2 separate regions of the Sus scrofa genome follow, and region 2 is linked to region 1. The links are chromatin contacts, called in public HiChIP or PLAC-seq maps. All regions are on one chromosome and are shown on one strand. The core of a region is the stretch at or near the end of the contact, and the rest is flanking DNA. Distances in the headings are between cores, read along the strand shown.

Region 1 (7,583 bases), core at 2,778-5,277:
CGGTATTCCGTCCGTGGCCGACATTCTGCTCCGGGCGGACGCTGGAGAACAACCTCGGGTAACTTTCAGTTACACACGGACCAAGGAAACGGCCTACAAACACTGCACGGCCAGCAGAGACATCCGAAAAATCATACAGGTTAGATATTTTAATCAAGTGCATCAAATATGGGATCAATGTATGCGCATCACTCCTTTTATTATTTAACCCAGCCCGCATCTATTTGCTGGGAGCAAAATAAACCCTACGTCTGATTGGGGGACGACCCCCATCCTCGACTGAGCTAAAAGCTTTAGGCTATTTAGCAACAGAGCATTGTTTACAAATCATCCAGGTCACACACAATCCCGACAAGACTCCCAGGTGGCCCGGAACGGACTGGGGATCTAATCCTGGCGAGTACACTGCTAGCCCTGAACGAACTTACTGGATGTGAGGAACTAATCTGGGGCCGTGGCTGCCCCAGGATGGGTAGGGCGCTGCTCTGGGACTGGCTTTTGCTCATGGCAACCCTATGAAAACTCTGAGCCAAACGCCAGCCGACCCTCCCTTTACCTGCTAAATGGACCAGATCAGCGTTCCACGGGTGTGAGCCCTCAGCAACGACATTCACGCCTTCACTAGGAACCACTGACCTAATGCTGCAGGTGGAAGCCTTAACTGATTTTACTCCACAAGCTCTTAATGATACTGCAGAAGCTATTTCTACCCTAAATATGGAACAACAACAAATAAGAGAAGTAGTGCTACAAAACCGAATGGCCTTAGATATACTCACTGCAGCTCAAGGAGGTAGCTGTGCTATGATAAAATCCGAATATTGTGTCTATATTCCTGATTATTCAGACAATGTGTCTGATGCCCGGCTAGATCTCCAGCAGCAGATTCATAAACTGTCCCACCCAGCTCCGGCGTTTGGAGCTGCCTCTGGAACGGGCTGACCCCTCCTCCTGGTGGAAACACTTGCTCCCCACAATCTTCATGTGCCCACGATCCTTTCATTCGGACCCTGTATAATTAACTGTATTTCTCGCTTCATTACGTCCCGATTAGAAGCTATCAGCCTTCAGATGGTGATAGAAGGGGTGCCCAGTGCAATGCCCTGAAGCCCACTCGACCGTCCCATGAGTGGAGACCTAACTGCTTTCCCCTGACGATGCCCCTCGTCAGCAGGAAGCAGTCAGAGCAGTCGTCGCCCACTGCCCCCCGCCCCAGGATTAGAGTCGCCAACTCAAGGGGGAGGACTGAGGCAGGATAACAACTCAGGTCGTCAGTGGAGGAGCAGGGGCTGCGATGCCGTCTTTGATGTGCAATGATGAACGTGTGCGGCTTAAGGGCTCCAGGGAGTAGCATCTCCACAGGCCTTGTTTACTGCAGGGAGTGGACCTGCACCCAGAGGGACATTAATCCCTAAGCCCCTGTGCCTCAATCTTTGGGAAGAGAAGGGCAAAGAAACCATGAGACTTAGGGGACATTTCCACCCCTAAGACGCCTATTGGACAAGGACTGATATTGGTAACTGGGCGAGGCCAATGGGAGAAAACCACATCTCTCCGGACCCCATGTTGGTACCCCCATCTTTAAGGGATAAAAACCTCCATAGAACAATAGAGGGGGGACTCTCATCTCTCCGGACCCCGTGTTGGTACCCCCATCTTTAAGGGATAAAAACCTCCATAGAACAATAGAGGGGGGACTCTCCTTCCCAACTGTCCTGGGTGCTGTTTGCTTTCCCGTAATAAACACTTTGCTTGCTTGCAGGAAAAAGAAAAGGAAGGAAGGAAGGAGAGAAAAGAGAGAAAAGAGAGAAAAGAGAGAGAGAGAGAGAGAGAGAGAGAGAGAGAAAGAGAGAAAGAGAGAAAGAGAGAAAGAAAGAAAGAAAGAAAGAGAAAGAAAGAAAGAAAGAAAGAAAACACAAATAAGAGAAAGTCTCCCCAGTGAGTCTCCTACTGGAGAGTCCCTTACTCATGAGCCATCACCAGAACATAAGACATGGATGCTATTTCCCGCAGCATCAAGGGACAATTGTGAACACCAAATCTTTTCCTTAATATCCATGAGCATGACAGACAATGGACTAAAACGCTTCAACAAGGTTTTATTTAAGGCAGGAGGGCAGCAACATCACAAATACACAGGAAGAAACTGAATCTAGAGAATCTGACCATAAATGATGAATTTTTCTTTTCCTGGAGCATAAGTTGCTCATCCTACCTGGATTCTGGCTGGCCTCAGTGCCCACCCTAGGGATGGTCTACGTTCCCTTTCAATACCATTCAGGAGGATACAGATTTTGTATCTAGGAGTCTCTGACTTCACTCTTGTAAAGGAAGTCACTACACGATAACCACCATGTTGAAGTCACAAATGTTTGGTTTGTACTAGAAACACACACACAAGAGAAAGAGGAGAGACTTCCTTACAAGGACCAATTTACACTATTAAGAATGAATGTCAGTACACAATTATTACTGCAGTACTACACACGAGTAGTTTAAAGCCAGTACAACATAAAGGACATCTGGACCGGCCGGGTCAACAGAGTGGTGGATAGATGGACGGAGGTAAAGACGCCCACACACCTGGCTGCTCTGGAATTGGGCAGGACTCAAAGCAACATCATCTGTGAAAAACCAAACAGTTGTTCAGCTGGACCAGGTCAACAGTTCCAGGACTTACTGATGGGATGAATTTAGCAATTGGTTGCTCTCTTTTGACTATGTTGAATATTTCCTGGGTAACACCCACAGCAGAGCCCTGTGCCCCACCCCTTCAGTTCACCCTGGTGTCAGCCGAAGCCACGGCGGACAGATTCCGTGCCTACGGCAAGCATCCCCAGCCGCCTCAAGTCCCTGCTCTGTACACGACCTTCCTTCGCTCTGCCCACACGAGAGCAGCCCAGAAGGTGGGGGCAGTTCATTCTGCCAAGGGCAACCATCCACTGAGGAGCAGGGCCACTAGGCAGAGGACCTGGCCCCTGGGTCTCCCGTCCTCTGGAGGAACAGTTCTGAGGGCATATTCTCCACTGGTCCTCACAGGAGAACCGGGACCCAGGGGCAAAGAGCGGGAATACCGACACTGTCTGTCGCCTTGCCCTCCTTCCTGCCCCAGCCTCCTAGAGTCTAGCCAGACCCCCAACCCAACCCCCAGTCGAATAAGCCAGCAGCACCCTTGTCACAATCTCTGCTTTAAGGGAACCCAAGGGATCTCGGTATCTGTCTATCAGAGTCATCCACACACTTGTCATCGAACAGTCCATTTTAATACACGGAAAATAAAAGGCAATGGTTTGCATCTATTAATCCCAGACTCTTGGAGTGGATAAGCAGTGAGGTCCTGCTGAACAGAACAGGGAACTATACCCAGTCACTTGTGATGGAACATGATGGGGGATAAGGTGAGGGGAAAAAAAAAAAAAAATATATATATATATATATATATATATATATATATGACTGGGTCACTTTGACAGAATACTGCAAAGCAACCATAATGGAGAAAATAAAAATCATAAACAAGGAAACCAAAGGCAACCCGTCATCGTAGCCCTCAGCAAAGTCAACCACAGGTAGCCCAAACGTTATGAACAAATCGAAGTAACTACTGTCCACTAAGGATGCTAAAATGAATAACTTTTGTGAGGAAGTAAAATCATAGAAGAATGACTAAAAGCATGTTGCAGTTCGAACAAAGTGGCGAAATACATGCCCGATTTCGTAAAAGACCGAGCTGGAGACGTAAGGTTTGTGGAAGAGGAAGTACACGCGTAACAAGAAGTCAGCACCACACTGCCGTTTTTAAGCAAACTGAACCAAAAGGAAAGGAAACTTCAAACTGTTTCTATGACTTGAAGACAGAACAATGCTGGACTGGGAATAACAGATAGCACTCTTCTTTTTGTAACCATGTTCTGAACTAAGAGAAAACAAATGGAAATCGAAATATCGCTTTTATTACTCAAGACTGGCTTACAGGCCAGGGACTTTCCTTATCCTTAGTCATTCGACCACAGGGAATAATCTGCCACCTGAGTAGAGAGGCCTGCCCTGCAAAGCTTACCCCGGGAGGAGTCAAACTGTGTGTGTGTGTGCTTTCTGTGCAGCTAGATTCCCAAGAGAAATGAGAGCTGAGAAGAACAAATTCACTTGCCCAGCTTCTCCTTCCAAACTCATCAGATAAATCACGCTCTCCTCTCTAAGGGGACAGGAAGGGCACAGACAGAGGACAAGACCCTCACACGAACCGAACACCTTCCATGTGGAATGAGACCTCAGGAGTGGGGAGAAAGCAAAACGTCTCCCTCCAGCATGTGCTGGAAGAAGCGCCTCTGGATCTGTCGCCAGCTGAGACACCATGCCACATCCCACAGCCCCTGCCATCTCTACGGGCAAAGCACCTCTACCTTCTCTGAGGGGGGAAGTGTCTATTTGTTAAAGTGAATTTGAACATAACATGGGAGACCACAAAATAATTACAGGCCACCATTAGCTCAAGAGTTTCTTTTTTAATTCTTTCACTTGAACTGGAGTTCCTGGGCAGCCAGAAATGCAAGGAGTGCCAAGGATAACTCTCAACCAAATGGGGACAGTCGCTGGAAAAAGTCTTGGCTTCCTGTATTTTATTTTATTTTATATTATTTTATTTATTTATTTATTTTCAGGCCACACACACGGCATATGGGAGTTCCCAGGCTAGGGGCTGAATTGGAGCTGTAGCCATTCACCTGCACTACAGCCACAGAAACATGGGATGCAGGCTGCATCTGCCACTTACACCACAGCTCATGGCAACGCCTGATCCTTAACCTACTAAGTGGGGCCAGGGATCGACCTGCATCCTCATGGATGCCGGTCAGATTTGTTGCCACTGCGCCACGACAGGAACTCCGGCTTCCTATATTTTAGAGAAAAAGTGTATTGTTTTACCTGATTCCACAAGGTCCTCCAGCAGGGTTGGGCTTTAGTCACCCAGCAATAACCGGTTCAATAATATACCCAATATCCAAAAAACTCATCTTTGATTTTTGACCAATAGTTAATATTATCCAGTTTGAATAATGACCATTCAAAGATAATTCAGAAATAATCTTGGCTATGAATCTTGGTTACTAAGAAATGAAAGGTAACATGAAGTGTCTCTAGAAGTCACTCTCATTTACACTGGAGGAAGATGGCCAGGAGTCATGAACAGTTCATAGGCACTTAAAATTCTGGGCGTTACCTTGTGGTTCAGTGGTTAACGAACCCAACTAGTATCCATGAGGATGCAGGTTCAGTCCCTGCCCTTGATCAGTGGGGTTGAGGATCCACCATTGCCGTGAGCTATGGTGTAGATCGCAGATGCGGCTCGGATCCGGCGTTGCTGTAGCTGTGGTGTAGGCTGGCAGCTACAGCTCCAATTCAGCCCCTAGCCTGGGAACCTCCATATGCCGTGAGTGCAGCCCTAGAAAAGACAAAAAACAAAACAAAACAAAAAAGCTCAATTAAATCTACTATTATTAGATTTTCTTGTTTTCTTTCCAGTCGGGTTTGTTAAGCACTGCGCCACAACGGGAACTCCATCCTTTTTGTATAAGATTTACAGTGAGTTTAGAGAATATATCTTCTTAGCAGAACAGTCAACAGAATGAAAAAGAGTCGTTTCTAGCCCAATTAGCAAACTCCAGATTATCTGCCACAGATTCCTTGCTGGGACATGGGACAAGAATGCATGTAAACGTCATTCCTCTGACCTTGCCATTGCAGGCCTGTTAATTATCCGTTGCCACATAATGAATCACTCTGAAACCTCGGGGTTACAGCACCGCCAGCTATTGGTCAGCTCACAGTTGCTGAGGGTCGGGATGTGGGCGTGGCTTGGTGGCGCCTGCGGCTCAGGGTCTCTTATGAGGCTGCAACTGCACGATCATGGGAGAAAAAAGAATGTACACATGTATGTGTAACTGGGTCACCATGTCGTACAGTAGAAAAAAATAATGTATTGGGGAAACTTTAAAAAAAAGGCTGCAGTCCAGGCATTAGCCAGGGAAACAGCCATCACAAGGCTTATCTGAATGAGTTCTCGGCCCGTTCATTGGATTGTTGGTGGAATTCTCCTGGCTGTAGGACTGAGGGTCTCAGCTCTTCGCTGGCTGTTGGCCAGAGGTTACCCTTAGCGTCTTGCCACATGGCTTCTGTGCAGGGCAGCTCATGACATGGCAGCTGGCCTCATCAGAGGAGCAAGCCAAGAAGGCCAGAAAGAGACAGTGATGCCAAGTCGGTCTTTTTAAAACGAATCTAGGAAGAGACAGCATCGCTTTTGCTGGGTTCTATTTATTAGACGGAATGACTTGGCAAGGCCCTCACTCCAAGGAAGAGGGTCGGGCAAGGATACAATTCCGGGGGGCAAGCGTCACCTTAGAAACCTGCCCGCAACAACCGGAGGGGTACTGCTGTCTCGGCTGCATCGCTACGATCCCGAGAGTCATCTAAGAGTTTCGCCGCTCAGCTGAAGAAGGCACAGCTCCTTGGTGGAACATCTGGCTTATCTGCCATCCCCGTGCGCAGGCGAAGCCTTACTCCCCTTGGTTACTGTGGGTGTGACTACTGGTTAGTCATCAGTACCTGAGGAACCACCAGGACTGATCATCGGTTCAACTCACTATTTTCTGTATTCACTCTTCTCTCATTACTCAGAAAGAGGCAAACCTAACTATAATTTTAAAATCCATATGCAGATATAAAAAGGACAAAGCTTTTCTCTACATATCGAAATAATTTTTTTAAATCCTATATTTTCACGCTTTTTTCAAGTTTTTCATAGTTACAACTTTTTGGCATGTCATTATGAATTCACAGGCTTTCACACAATCCACATGTCAATTAAATTAATTATATTATGTTTGGAAGTTCAGATTTTCAAGACTTGAACTTTATTAGTTTCTTTCTCCTTTTAGTCTTCAGCCCATGACATTCATAAACATTTTTTGCTCTCTAATGAAACTATGTGGCTTTTTGTTTGGCCATGCCTGTGGCATGGGGAAGTTCCAGAGGCAGAGATCAAGCCCACGTCGCAGCAATGACCCATGCTGCAGCAACGACACCACCAGATTCTCAACCCACTGAGCCAGAAGGGAATTCCAAGAAAACTACACATTTTAAACCTGCTGTTTCCAATCCTTTTTTCTGCTTTAAGACTGAAACAGCAACTGTGTGAGTTGTGATTCCCCTCAGTGGTAAAGAGTGTTAGAAACAAAATTTTAAGCATTAGAGGTTCATACACTTGTGCAGTTGTAGGAAAAGGGCTAATACTATTATTAAGTTTTAGAGAAAATATGGAAAAAGTTTTTTTTCGAGTCAAGTCACAAACTGACTTTTCTAACATCATGTGTAACATTATGCTGTGATATCCCACTTTTTTAAAATGAGACTTTGCAAACCACTAAGAAGTATGGTTACACGAAAGGCAGTCAGGTAAGCAAACTCCACCTCTTTCCTATAAAGGAAACGAAGAAGTTCCTGGTTTAGTGTAAGCAACCAGGTCTCAGAACAGTAAAAACGCAAACTCATTTCCAGTTCGTCAACGCCGCTGGGCACTCTTTATG
Region 2 (7,583 bases), core at 2,717-5,216, 130 kb before region 1:
GGTGAAATACTGGCCCCAAGACTTAAAAGACAAGCAAAAGAAGTTTGCCCAAGAGCAAAGCTGAGATGAATGCATTCCATTGCCCCTTAAAAAGCAGAATTACTGGTAACAATAGGCAAAGAGCAAAGGGATTCCTAAACAAGTTAATGCTGCTAAGAACTGTTTCATGAACCACATTCTGACGTGAGCAGGGCAGAAATACAGTCTCTAAGCATAATGAAGTGGACCCCCTGCCGCTGAACCACCCCCCTCTGGTGCCCTCGGGAGCTCTGTGTTCACGAGGTTAGGTCTCCTCGCCCCGTTTTCAAACCGCCGCCTCCTCTCTCCCAGGCGCACAGAGCTTCCGTGCGCACTCGACACAGCTCAGGCCGGGTCCTCTTTATGTTAAAGGCTGCACTCCACCTACAGCTGCTACAAAACACTGGCTCTGTTCCTCGTCTGGCATAATACATCTCTGCAGCCTCTTGCCCGAGGGCAGTCTGCACCCACTCCCCACCCCAGGCGGTGCCCCCCGCCCCCGCCCCGCCACATCCAAGGCCCACTCTCTGCCACTGGCCTTGCGTTTCAATTATTGACGGAACTCAGCTGGATGGTTTAACCCCCACCAGGACCAGACCCAGCACCACACCAAGCCAGCAAAACTTCTTTTAGGGGATTACACTGATCAAATCTTTCCAGTGGCTTCTTATCATCCCTGGGGTGAGTACAAATGTCCTCAAAGACACAGGAGTGGCCCCCTTTCCCTGACACGCTAGGCCTCAGCCTGGCCCTTCCAGAAGCGTGCCTGAGTAACTCATGTCAGTCCACACGCTTCAGGGGACAGCCCCTCTTCAACTGCGGTGTCTCACTACATTCAAAACTCGGTTGGGAGTCAGCAGCCCGGCTCCACTTCCCTGAAACAACCCCTTAACTCTGGCAAAACCCTCTTCCTTTGTGCTCCTCACACATCTTGCTACCGGGACACACGCCTCCATTTATAAGCTTCAACCTCCGTCCACACTTCGCCCACGGTTCTGGGCTTCACAGGAAAACGTGCTAATCACGTAATGATTATATAATCGTCGTTGCCGTGTCCCCAGCTCCTGGCACAGTTCTGGCACATGTGACAGTGCTAAGGGCTGAATGCAGAATGCCGCCTCTACCATCTCCCTGGGGTTTCTTGGGGATTTTTGTTTGTTTGTCTTTTTTGTCTTTTCCAGGGCTACACCCACGGCATATGGAGGTCCCCAGGCTGGGGGTCTAATCGGAGCTGTTGCCACCGGCCTACACCACAGTTCACAGCAACGCTGGATCCTTAACCCACTGAGCAAGCCCAGGGACTGAACCCGCAATCTCATGGTTCCTCGTTGGGTTGGTTAACCACTGCTCCACGACAGGAACTCCCCGTCTCCCTGTTTTTAAACTTACTTTAGGAACCATTTGCTAGGGTTCATTTATTCCTAGACCTAAAGACAAGCTCGTTCTCAGGGCTGGCTGCTCTTCAGTCTATTTCTAAGTGTAAAATAAAGACGGTTCTCTCTAGGAAGTAAACGCTCCAGAAATGAGTAAGCACATGCTGTTTCTGAGAAGAGGAAGCCCTTCTGACTTCCTGGAGATACACCTTCATGCTGCCCCAGGGTGCCTCGCACAAAGAAGCACGCCTGATTTGATTCGCCACCGGCAGGGACAGGGACGGGAGGGCTCTACGCTCACCGCCTGGCCACCGAATCCTTTTCTGCAACATCCAGCATGAGGGTGGAGACGTCACTGAGCGCGTCCGGCGCCTCCCGGAGAAGCTCGCTGCAGTCTTCCACAGCCGCCTTTTATTTTTTTGACTGTTTAACTATAGCTGACTTAGGACATGCTGTCCCTTTCGGCCATCCGGCGTGGAGATCCAGTCACACGTATATACACACTCTTTCTGCCACATTCCCCTCCCCCGCGTTCCATCACAGGTGACTAGGTACAGTCCCTGTGCTGTACAGCAGGACGTGTCTTTGTGAAAAATCAAAATGCTTTGACACTTTCGAGCCCTCTGATCAATATTAAATGAAACTGCAAAATAATGCAAGAAGGAAATCTGCCACGGTGAAGTTTAAATTAAAAAAAAAAAAAAAAAAAAAAAAACAAGGACCATGGATCACATGAAGGTGCCTTTTTGCTCTTTAACTTGAGACTCAAGAATGCTCGCTCGCCTAAAAATCACCCTAAGATAATCAAGATTACAACAGGAAACTGAGCAGAAATTGCTACGGCAGGAAACTGATTAGTTCAGCAAAGAGATAGCACACTTCTTGTCTCCACTGGTGTCGCAGTTAATTCTGTGCCTCCTCCCTGGGCCAACTGCTCTGAGATAAAGGACTGCAAAGTTGCCTCATGGAAGCAGACTGAAACGCAATGCAGGAGTAAAACAAAGCACTGCCTGAAGTTGCAAGAAAGTCGAAATCAATGAACAAAGGTAAGGAGAAGAAAACACAGTCACGTAAAACACTAGTGACCTACAGGTGACAGCATTCCATACAATGTGCTGGGAAGAAAAGGCGTGCTATCAAAAGAAGGTGGGATTCCCTTTCCTATGAAGTCTGGACAGTCCAAGTTGCATTGCTTGAAATGTGCTCATGTTTATTACTCAACCTTCCACCCTGTGGTAGGAAGAATCACAGTTCTGTAACCATGTCCACACCCTAATTCCTTGGAACTGTGACGAAATTGCCTTAAAGGGCCAGAGACTTTGCTAGGATCCTGAGATGGGAGATTATCCTGGATTATTCAGATGCGTCCAACCTAATCACGTGGTCCCTTTCCCAGGGGTTCAGAGTCAGAGGGACCAGTGATTACAGAGAAATGGTCGCAAAGACGCAAGCTGGCCGGCTTCAAAGGAGGAGAAGGGGCCCGTGCAGCAAGGAACAGCGGTGGCCTCTAGGAGATGGAGGAGGCGAGAGAGCAGATTCTCTCAACAGCAGGAGAGAGGAATGCAGCCCTATCGACACCTGAATTTAGCCCAGTGGGACCCATGCTGGAGGCGATTACGTAGCAGTTTACACTGGTGTGGCTCTAAGCTACCAGATGTGCGGCAGTCTGTTACGGTCGCAACAAAAAGGTTATACACACCCGGATGCTTTCAGGTCTTCCTCACAGTCGAAAAATGACACAACCTAAAACCAACTGTCATAACATCAAAGTGACTGTTTAACAAATATCCTAACATTTGCACAAGACTTCTTGCTTTTTTTATTGAAGTCTAGTTAATTTACAGTGTTGTGTTAGCGTCCCGTGTACAGCAAAGTGACTCAGTTTCTCATACATTTATTCTCTTTCATCTTCTTTTCCAATGTGCTTTTATCACAGGATATTGACTATAGTTCCCTGTGCTGTGCAAGAGGACCTTGCTGTCGATATGCTCCTTATATACCGGTTTGTATCCACTAATCCCAAACTCCCATTTCATCCCTTTCCCACCCTCTCTCTTCGTGGCAAGCACAAGTCTGTTCTCCTTGACGTGACTTATTTCAAAAATGTTTTTTCCAAGAGGCAAAGAGAGAAGGTCCTAAAATAGCAGAGCTTTCAAAGAGGTAACGAAACATTCGATAAACGCTAAAAAAATCAAAACCAAAAAACCCTGACCGATTACCAACCTCTCTCAATTAATCCGGCAGAACACATCAACTCACGTGAAGTTCTTTTGCACTGGAGCAGAAAACCCTTCATCCCATAACCTCTCCTACCTTCTTCTCCCCTTCTTCCCCCAAACCTGATTGCAAAGTGTCTTCTGGATGAATAAATGTTCATAATAAACATTCTCTGGAATGCATGAATGGAATTTTATTATAGTGATAAAAATTGTTAAAATTCACTTTGCTAATTGAGACTCTGCTGTTGCACAATGTGGCACTGACTCACACTTCAGCCTGACTTTATACCTCAGTGTTGTAGGTCTGCAAGTCTTTCTTACTCACCACTTTGCAGCAAAGGGGCCAAAACCACCACATCAAACCGATACCCAGGAGTAGCAGTAACACCAAAATAGCGATGACGGCTGCAATCCCATTAGACTAGAGGAAGCAGAAAACAAAAGCAAGGCAGTCAGCAAAGTTAAGGATCAAATCCCAAACACACTTTTTTTTTAAGGAAACAGCAGAAAGTAATACAGAAAGCAACAAAATGTCAAACCGGATTTCAACTGCATTTCTTTAAATTCTTTAAATTGTATAAATTACCTTATATCCTATTTATATGATATTCCTTTTTATTACACTTATATATTAAATATACTATAATTTATTTGTATTAAATTCCCTTACATTTATTTCACATATACTATGTTAAGACAGGCCACAATAAATATGAAATCTTCCAAAGTGTTTTGAATTATGCCTTGAAGAAACATAAGGCAAGCAAAACCACAATTTGGAGCTGTTCGCATGGTCCCTGCGGCCCTGTCTGTCTCTGGGGAGGATTCTTCTGGTTACAAGCATGATTACCTCCAGGCAGCACTTCCCCAGACTTTGCGAAAACGGAACACTATTTGTTTGTGTGTTCAAATGACAGGACAAGATGAATATCAAAAATCACCAAGCAGGTGACGATGCAGCAACAACGGTTCTCGGCAAGTGGAACGTGTGCGGCCGGGTAAATGCAACCTCACACCTTCACAGGTCAGATCTCTGAGGGCAGCTCGAGTGCCACCCACACGAGAACCACGCTGGGGTTTTCACCTCCTAACGCCCAGCTCCTCCGGCCCAAAGACTCTGCCCTGCTCTGGGCTCTGCTGCCAAGGCCCAACCCTCTTCGTCTACCGGCTCCCTGTTCATCCTACAGGGCTTAGCTTAAGTCCCTTCCTGGGGAAGCCTTCCTTGTACCTCCAGCTAGAAAATGCCCCTCTTCGCCATAAGGGCATGGTTCTCTGTTCTTTAACCTTTAGCATTTATCACGGTCTCTTGATGGGTGTCTGCGCATATTTATTTATGCTGAGATGCCATTATTTACCTCATTTGCCTTTTTCACATTCACTGTGAGCTCTAGGAAGGCAGGGCCCACGTCCGACTTCCCTACCCAGGCAGACCGCGCTTGGTATCTCCCTCTGTTTACTAAGCGCATGGGCACAGCCACAGCCACAGCAGATCCGAGCCACGTCTTTGACCTACACTGCAGCTCCTGGCGATCCTTAATCCGCTGGGCGAGGTGAGCGACCAAACTGCATCCTCATGTACACTAGCTGGGTTCTTAACCCGCTGAGCCACAATGGGAACGTCTCAGTTTTCAAAGACATTGATTGCTATCCGCTGTAACTGCTATAATTACTTTCAGTTTTAATAAATTTACTAAAAATAACTTTAAAATAATTCTCAGAGCAGTATAGAGTATAAAACATTCATTAATTTCAGAAATTTTTAGGAAAAGATTAAGAAGCAAGTATACATGAACAATTACAGCGGTGCTTTGATTTCTAACTTTGCATCTGGATATAAGAGGGAAAAATCATACAAGCTATTTCTACAGCTACGTTAGGCTGCAAATGAACCAAAACAGACACCACCAAAATATCGCCCAGAATCCTTGATTACTTCATTTATTTTTCAGAAGACAATGAAAATAACTACAGAAACTTCACATACACACAACCTTCATAGAGCTCTACTGTTTGCTAGTAGAGCATTCTTAAGGCACTCAAAGATGCTCTCACATGACAATTACCATAAGGAATTTAAAATATGAGAAATAAAAAGACATGCACTCATCTAGAATTTCTTGATGTACGTTTGCTGAAATGAACATGTAATCTCAACATGCGATAACTGATAAAGCCTAAACATCTACATCAGTGTCTTACACAAGAAAGTTGTGTGTGTGAGTGTGTGTGTGAGTGAGAGAGAGAGAAGATAAATACTTTAAGAGAATTTCCAGGAAAATATTTAAATGTTCTGCCCTCAAAACCAAAGAAAGTAATTCAGAGCACACATCAGGCTACTGAAGAAAATACTGGAGTTCCCGCCATGGCGCAGTGGTTAGCGAATCCAACTAGGAACCATGAGGTTGCGGGTTCGGTCCCTGCCCTTGCTCAGCGGGTTAACGATCCGGCGTTGCTGTGAGCTGTGGTGTAGGTTGCAGACGCGGCTCGGATCCCGTGTTGCTGTGGCTCTGGCGTAGGCTGGTGGCTACAGCTCCGATTGGACCCCTAGCCTGGGAACCTCCATATGCCGCGGGAGCGGCCCAAGAAATAGCAAAAAAAAAAAAAGAAAATACTCAATAGCGCACCTTTCTGTACAGAATTCTAAACATTCACGAGCAACTCCTGCAACTCTCCACAGGCTTGACCACGCTAAGCTCTAAAATCTAGACAACTAAGAGCACGGCAGGAAGAGAATGTCGAAGAAATACATGGCAGCTCTGACGTGCTGCGGGAGAAATGTCGTCAAATGTATAAATTCATGATTCCCCTCCAAAGACAAGGCCCCCCGGCCAGTGCCCGGCCACGCGTGCTCAGCAGTCCTCGCCAGGCCTTTCCCACGTGAGGCCCACGCCACAGCATCCTTGGAACCGGCTCGCCATTCGCCCCGCTGCACGACTTTCAAGGGGTCCCATCGACCTTCGTCCTCCCCTTTCTTAGAACTCAAGGCCTGTGTTCAGAAATAAGGATGCGAAACTGGAGGGTGTAAATACACTAAAAGCCCTAGGGTTAGTTTTCTCTTTCTACAAATGTTTCATGAGCAGGAAATTCAGAAAATCACACTGACAGAAGTTAAAATGGATGAGCTGGCCACGACAGGCGGTTAAAATTCTTGGGTTTTCTTTCCAAAAATGCCCCTGTTAGGAACATCAACAAAACATTACGCACGTCCAGAGGCAGACATACATTTTGCATGACGATATTACCAATTCAACGGATTCTTAAGACTAGTCTACAAGAAAACTGAATATGAAAATACGTGGAGTTCCCACTCTGGCTCAGCGGTTAAGAACCCAACAGTGTCCATGAGAATACAGGTTTGATTCTTGGCCTCTCTCAGTGGGTTAAGGATCTGGCATTGCCTCAAGTTGTGGCGTGGGCCACAGATGTGGCTCAGATCCACTGTTGCTGTGGCCTGTGGTGTAGCCCAGCGGCTGCAACTTTGATTCGACCCATAGTTTGGGGCCTTATATATGCCACAGGTATGGTGATAAAAAGAAAAAAAAGAGAGAGAGGGAGAAAAGAAAAGAAAATACATACTTTCTAAAGATCTAGAGACCTAATCTTTATTTAAGCTAAGTATGATGGAAACAGGTCAGAGGAAGCGAAGAATTTAATGCAACCCAACTTGCCACAAACACAGCCCTGGATGCCCTGGTCCCAGACATTGGCTCACTTAACTGGATACAAATCTAAGCTTTCCCAGTTCCTTTGTTTTGATTTGCCAGAGCTGTTATCAGAGCATGAAAGACTTCAGCCTTGAAGGGGAAATAATTTTATTGTTCCCATCACTTTATAAACAAATTAAGGAAAGGTTAAAAACACACACTGCAGTCCCATGAGAAGACACCATGCTGCAGACTGCAGACTTCGAGTCAGGTGAAACTTCAGCGTGCCCGCTGGGGCTCAGTGATTAACGAACCCGACTAGTAACCAT

The links. HiChIP or PLAC-seq counts read pairs in DNA pulled down with a chosen protein or histone mark.
Region 2: an H3K27ac HiChIP or PLAC-seq map of alveolar macrophages shows a contact between it and region 1. The contact joins two enhancer-like sites. A contact is called at or near these places in 1 of 47 Hi-C or Micro-C datasets (embryonic fibroblasts) and 1 of 2 datasets of contacts at active chromatin or transcription factors (alveolar macrophages).

The regions. Positions count from the first base shown.
Region 1 is chr8:137,664,330-137,671,912 of Sscrofa11.1, reverse strand. No RefSeq gene overlaps it. Among named protein-coding and RNA genes, the nearest start is that of PRDM8, 57 kb to the right of the region's middle. Within about 2 kb of position 4,027, at least 22 of the 83 cell types and tissues checked have an H3K27ac peak or open chromatin away from gene starts, as enhancers often do. A contact at or near this core is called in alveolar macrophages and embryonic fibroblasts, where this site is marked.
Region 2 is chr8:137,796,119-137,803,701 of Sscrofa11.1, reverse strand. ANTXR2 (anthrax toxin receptor 2) reads right to left here. Exons shown (of 17, transcript XM_003129371.6): 12 at 3,936-4,031. Among named protein-coding and RNA genes, the nearest start is that of ANTXR2, 71 kb to the right of the region's middle. Within about 2 kb of position 3,966, at least 17 of the 83 cell types and tissues checked have an H3K27ac peak or open chromatin away from gene starts, as enhancers often do. A contact at or near this core is called in alveolar macrophages and embryonic fibroblasts, where this site is marked.